Linked DNA regions of Pan troglodytes: region 1 is linked to region 2. The links are chromatin contacts, called in public Hi-C maps. All regions are on one chromosome and are shown on one strand. The core of a region is the stretch at or near the end of the contact, and the rest is flanking DNA. Distances in the headings are between cores, read along the strand shown.

Region 1 (3,140 bases), core at 328-2,827, 150 kb after region 2:
CACCGTAGGACAATCCAGTGGGACCTGGGGGTGCCTCTGGGCCATTGGGGGACCCTCGGTGAGCCAGTGAACTCAGTGCACTTCTGGAGCTCCCTGACCACGAGTGAGGAAATTGAACGGTACAGGAAAAGCAGGAGAGCGTGCACCTTAAACGGCCAAGGTCCGTCACCACCACCGAGCACCTGCCAGGCTCCCCACCCAGTGCTCCCAAAAGCAGAGGGCCCCCTCCCTCCCCTAAACTCTCAGAGGTTAGTATCACCGGGTCAAGATGATGACAGCACAGGGAAGCCTCTGGCAAGGGCCCTGCCCCAGGGGACAGCTCAGGTGGCCTCGGATAACATGACAAAGACCTTCTTTATTTATTATTATTATTATTATTATTATTATTTTTGAGACAGGGTCTTGCCTGTCGCCCAGACTGGAGTGCAGTGGTGCAATCATGGCTCACTGCAGCCTCAGCCTCCTGGACTCAAGCAATACTCCTGCCTCAGCCTCCCGAGCAGCTTGGACTATAGGTGTGCACTGCCACACCTGGCTTTTTTTTAAAATTTTTATTTATTTATTATTATTTTTTAAGACAGACTCTTGCTCTGTGGCCCAGGCTGGAGTGTAGTGGTGTGATCCTGGCTCATTGCAACCTCCGCCTCCCGGGTTCAAGCGATTCTCCTGCCTCAGCCTCCTGAGTAGCTGGGATTACAGGCGCACGCCACCACGCTCAGCTAATTTTTGTATTTTCAGTAGAGACGGGGTTTCACCATGTTGGCCAGGCTGATCTCAAACTCCTGACCTCAGGTGATCCACCCGCCTCGCAAAGTGGTGGGATCACAGGCATGAGCTACCACGCCCGGCCACTAATTTTTTTATTTTTTAGTAGAGACGGGGTCTTGCTGTCTTGTCCAGGCTGGTCTCAAACTCCTGGGCTTAAGCGATCCTCCCGCCTCAGCCTCCCAAAGTGCTGGGATTGCAGGCACAAGAGACCCTCTTTCATTGTTGCAAGATGCTGACAGGTTTCAGAAGAGGTTTGAACCAAAGTGGCCCCAGGGACCCAGGTGGCGCCTGGGATACGTTTCTCCCAGGCCAGGTTTGGTTTCAGTCGGCCTGAGCGTGCAGACACCTGTCTCCTGGGCACTAAACTTGACACTTTCAGTTCCTATCAGGCAGTGGGGACGAGGGGGCGGGTGGGAGGGGGGGAACGGGCTCACGTGCCAGGCTCGGGGTGGGGGGAAGCGTCCTAAACATTCTCAGAAAGGACCACGCCCGGCACCGGCCTTGGATGGCTTCCCTCTCGCAATCTGCTTTCTGGGAAGTGGGCCCCTCGCACCGGGTGCGGCGCCCAGGGTTCCCCGCCACCCCGACCCTTACTAAGCCGCTCAGCCCAGGGATCCAGGGCCCTGGCGAGACAGCCTGGGAGACGCAGAGTGGGAAATGATGACTGGGAGCTGGTATCGCGAATGTCTACACGCAGACTGACTTCAGGGGCGAGGAATTCCGCCTGGCGAGCGTCTAGACTGCGGTGTTTCTGGGACGCTGGGAGCTGGAGCCAGGACAGGTCTCCCGGGAGCTGGACTGTGCTGCCACCTGCTGGTCATGGCCCGACAGGCGGCCTCGCTGTCACCACTGAGTGAGCTCGAGGTGCCCCGTCCCAGGACCGTGGCAGGAGGGGGTCCCGTCCTGCGTGGGGCTTGAAGGCAGGTGGGCAAGACGGTGCATAGCCTGAATCTATTTAATGATTTATTTGATAATACCATTTAAAAATATCTCTTAGGCCGGGTGCAACGGCTCACGCCTGTAATCCCAGCACTTGGAGAGGCCAAGGTGGGAGGATAACTTGGGCTCAGAAGGTCGAGACCAGCCTGGCCAAGAGAGCAACACCAGGTCTCTACAAAAAATTAAAAATTAGCCGGGCATGCTGGCGGGCGCCTGTAATCCCAGCTACTCAGGAGACCGAGGCAGGAGAATCGCTCGAACCCGGGAGGTGGAGGCTGCACTGAGCCTGGATCGCGCCACTGCTCTCCAGCCTGGGTGACAGACGGACATTCTGTCTCTAAAAAAATAAAAAGGAAAAGTAAAAATAAATAAAAATAAAAATCTTTTTTTTTTTGAGATGGAGTCTCGCTCTGTCACCAGGCTGAAGTGCAGTAGTGTGATCTCAGCTCACTGCAACCTCCGCCTCCCGAGTTTAAGCAATTCTCCTGCCTCAGCCTCCCCAAGTAGCTGGAACTACAGGCACCCGCCACCACGCCCAGCTAATTTTAGTATTTTTAGTAGAGACCGGGTTTCACCATGTTGGCCAGGATGGTCTCGATCTCTCGACCTCGTGATCCGCCTGCCTTGGCCTCCCAAAGTGCTGGGACTACAGGTGTGAGCCAGCGCACCCGGCCAAATCTTTCTTTCTTTTTAATAATTGGATTGACTTTGGTCTACGGTCTCCCCTGGGGCCCCATCCTTCTCTGGGGTGGGGCCATCCTGGGCACTGCAGGGTGCTGAGCAGCATCCCTGACCTCCGCCCACTCCATGCCAGGAGCACCCCAGTTGTGATAACCACACGTCCCCAAACATCGCCCAGTGCCCCCTGGGGGGCAGCATCACCCACATTTAAAAACAGTTCCAGGGTAGCAGCCCAGGCTGCAAAGAAGGTGTGTCTGGGACCTGGGCATTTCATATCGGGGTGACCCAGCCTGGGAGAGGGGAGGGGCCTCAGTGAGAAGACTGAAGCCAGGAGCCCCCCAGGCAGGACCCAGGATCCCACGGCACAAAAGCCCCAGGTCCAGGGCTCCTGGAAATGTTTTAAAATCCAGTCGACAAAAGATGAATAAGATACTTGTGAGTGTATAATCATGAATACAGCCTGGATTCTGTTTGTCTTTATGCCAAGACAATTGTAAAATACAGCTTAGAATTTTTTTTTTTTTTTCTTGAGAGAGTCTCGCTGTGTCGCCCAGGCAGTGGTGCGATCTCGGCTCACTGCAACTTCCACCGCCCAGTTCAAGCAATTCTCCTGCCTGAGCCTCCTGGGTAGCTGGGACTACAGGTACCCACCACCACACCCGGCTAATTTTGTATTTTTAGTAGAGACGGGTTTTCACCATGTTGGCCAGGATGGTCTCGAACTCCTGACCTCAGGTGATCCGTCCGCCTCG
Region 2 (3,181 bases), core at 212-2,711:
AACTCCTGGACTCAAGGAATCCTCCCACTTTGGCCTCCCAAAGTGCTGGGATTACAGGCGTGAGCCCCTGCACCCAGTCACATGGTCTTTCTTTATGCAGTGGGCAGGAAGAACCCCTGCATAGCGGGGTGTGGTGGCCCGTGCCTGCAATCCCAGCTATTTGGGAGGCTGAGATGGGAAGATTCCTTAAGTCAGGAGTTCAAGGCTGCAGCGAGCTGCGACGTCACTGCATTCAAGCCTGGGCAATAGAGCGAAGCCCATCTCTAAGAAAAAAAAAAAAAAAATTAACCACCCTGGGGGATCACTGGAGCCAGGCCCGAAGCCGCCCACCATGCTAGCATTGTCCGCAATGCCTGCTGCCGGGGGTTCCAGCTGTTCCGATGTCTGTAAGCAAGTGTGTAAGTTGTAAAATACTCAGTGCAAGGCGAATGATTCCTGTCCATTGTGTAGCAAGAAATTTTGCCTCGACCAGAGAGAGATCTGGCTTTTGTTTCAGCCACTGGGAGGTGACTCTTAGGCCCCAGGAATGTCCTGCCTGATGGATATACCGTTCTGGTTTTTTTTGTTTTGTTTTGTTTTTGTTTTTTTTTGAGACAGAGTCAGAGTCTCACTCTGTCTCCCAGGCTGGAGTGCAGTGGTGCAATCTCAGCTCACTGCAATCTCCGTCTCCTGGGTTCAAGCGATTCCCGTGCCTCAGCCTCCCGGAGTAGCTGGGATTACAGGCGCCTTCCGCCACACCCAGCTAATTTTTGCATTTTTAGGAGAGAGGGGGTTTCACCATGTGGGCCAGGCTGGTCTCGAACTCCTGACCTCAAGTGATCCATTCGCCTTGGCCTCCCAAAGTGTTGGGATTATAGGTGTGAGTCACCACGCCCGGCATTCAAGAGGCTTTCGAGGTCACTACGGTAGGGGAGGTGTACGGAGCACTTTCTATGCCAAGCCCATTCTAGGTCCTTGTTTTGGGTAAACATTTCCACAACCCGACTTTTCCCATGAAAAGAGGGAGTTTCAGGGAGGCTAAGCCACCAACCCAAGGACACACAGCTGATGACGGCTGCAGGTGGGATTTGAACCAGTCAAACGTGACCTCAGACAGAGCCTCTCCTTCTCCCTCTCTCTGCGAGGCACAGTCCCAGACCTGCCAGCCTCTTGCTGCGCACAGTTTCCCTGCCCCTCCCCTGCCACCGTCCTCAGAATTTCCCAAATGTGCCTCAGCCTTCGCCGTAGCCTCCGCTGCCACCTGGCGTGGTGATCCCACCTCCTCCCACCCCAGGCCTGTCTTACAAATGTCTGCAAGTTCAAATGATGACTCAGCTCCATCCCGAAACCTCTCCCTGGGGACAGGAGTCATGTCTTGCTCGTCTTGTTCATCTTTGCAGAAAAACATGATGTCAGAGCCCAGCCGCTGCCAATCACTTCCTGGCTACATCCGGAGTGACACGCAGACCCCTCCCCGCAGCCCCCAAAGCCCGTCTCTGTGAGCTCATCTTCCCGGCTCTCCCTCTTGCTCACTCTGTTCCACCCCCAGGGCCTCCTTGGGATTCCTCAAATGCAACAGGTGAGCTCCTGCGTCAGGGCCTTTTCAAATACTGTGCCTGCTGCCTGGGACCTCTGCCCCCAGAGCCCCTTGAACCTGACTTTTTACCGTTTTTTTTTTTTTTTTTGAGACAGAGTCCTGCTCTGTTATCCAGGTGGGGTGCAGCGGCATGATCTCGGCTCACTGCAATCTCTACCTCCCAGGCTCAAGTGAGTCTCCTGACTCGGCCTCCTGAGTAGCTGGGATTACAGGCATCCGCCACCACGCCTGGCCAACTTTTTGTATTTTTAGTAGAGACGGGGTTTCGCCATGTTGTCCGGGCTAGTCTTGAACTCCTGACCTCAAGTGATCTGCCCTCCTTGGCCTCCCAAAGTGCTGGGATCACAGGCATGAGCCACTGCACCCAGCCCGCCCCCACTTTTTTTTTCTTTTTGAGACAGGGCCTTGTTTTGTCGCCCAGGCTGGAGTGCAGTGGTGCGATCATAGCTCACTGCAGCCTCAAACTCCTGGGCTCAAGTGATCCTCCTGCTTTAGCCTCCCGAGTAGCTGGGACTACAGGTGTGCCCATCAGACCTGGCTAATTTTTAAAAAATTATTTGTGGCTGCGTGTGGTAGCTCACACCTGTAATCCCAGCACTTTGGGAACTCGAGGCAGGTGGATCATGAGGTCAGGAGTACGAGACCAGCCTGGCCAAGATGTGAAACCACATCTCTACTAAAAATTAGCCGGGCGCAGTGTAATCCCAGCTACTTGGGAGGCTGAGGCAGAAGAATCACTTGAACCCGGGAGGCAGAGGTTGCAGTGAGCTGAGATTGTGCCGCTGCACTCCAGCCTGGGAGACAGAGAGAGACTTCGTCTCAAAAAAAAAAAAAAAAAAAAAAAAAAAAAAAAAAAAAAAGGCCAGGCACGGTGGCTAACACCTGTAATCCCAGCATTTTGGGAGGCCGAGGTGGGCGGATCACGAGGTCAGGAGATCGAGACCATCCTGGCTAACACGGTGAAACCCCATCTCTACTAAAAATACAAACAATTAGCCGGGCGAGGTGGTGGGCGCCTGTAGTCCCAGCTACTCTGGAGGCTGAGGCAGGAGAATGGCGTGAACCCGGGAGGCGGAGCTTGCAGTAGCCGAGATCACACCACTGCCCTCCAGCCTGGGTGACAGAGCGAGACTCCGTCTCAAAAAAAAAATTATTTGTAGAGATGGGAGTCTTGCCAGGTTGCCCAGGCTGGTCTCGAACTCCTGAGCTCAAGCGATCCTCCCCACTTGGCCCCCCAAGGTGCTGAGATTACAGGTGTGAGGCTACCCTTAGAGACAGAGGCTGCAGTAAGTCATGATCACACCACTGCACTCCAGCCTGGGCAATACAGGGAGACCTTGTCCCAAAAAAGAAAAAGAGAAAGAAACTAATCTCATTAGAAGACTCCACTCTCATGAGCTCATCTAACCCTAATCACTTCAAAGCCCCCCCCCACACCATGCTCAGCCTGCAGTACGTTTTTTTATTTTTTATTTTTATTTACTTATTTTTTTGAGATGGAGTCTCACTCTGTCGCCCAGGCTGGAGTGCAGTGGTGTGATCTCGGTTCACTGCAAGCTCCACCTCCTGGGTTCACACCATTCTCCTGCCTCAGCCTCCTGAGTA

What was found. A called contact is a pair of places that touch in the nucleus more often than the background predicts.
Region 1: a contact with region 2 is called in a Hi-C map of stem cell-derived neural progenitor cells, with 3 times the contacts expected there. The contact joins two enhancer-like sites. A contact is called at or near these places in 5 of 7 Hi-C or Micro-C datasets (blood, induced pluripotent stem cells, a lymphoblastoid cell line and 1 more), 1 of 1 datasets of contacts at active chromatin or transcription factors (stem cell-derived excitatory neurons) and 1 of 1 other capture datasets (stem cell-derived neural stem cells).

What each region holds. Positions count from the first base shown.
Region 1 is chr20:4,945,339-4,948,478 of NHGRI_mPanTro3-v2.0_pri, forward strand. All of the region lies in intron 2 of GNG7 (G protein subunit gamma 7), which reads right to left. Among named protein-coding and RNA genes, the nearest start is that of GNG7, 93 kb to the right of the region's middle. Within about 2 kb of position 1,578, at least 9 of the 24 cell types and tissues checked have an H3K27ac peak or open chromatin away from gene starts, as enhancers often do. A contact at or near this core is called in stem cell-derived neural progenitor cells and stem cell-derived neural stem cells, where this site is marked.
Region 2 is chr20:4,798,205-4,801,385 of NHGRI_mPanTro3-v2.0_pri, forward strand. No RefSeq gene overlaps it. Among named protein-coding and RNA genes, the nearest start is that of GADD45B, 3.8 kb to the right of the region's middle. Within about 2 kb of position 1,462, at least 4 of the 24 cell types and tissues checked have an H3K27ac peak or open chromatin away from gene starts, as enhancers often do. A contact at or near this core is called in stem cell-derived neural progenitor cells and stem cell-derived neural stem cells, where this site is marked.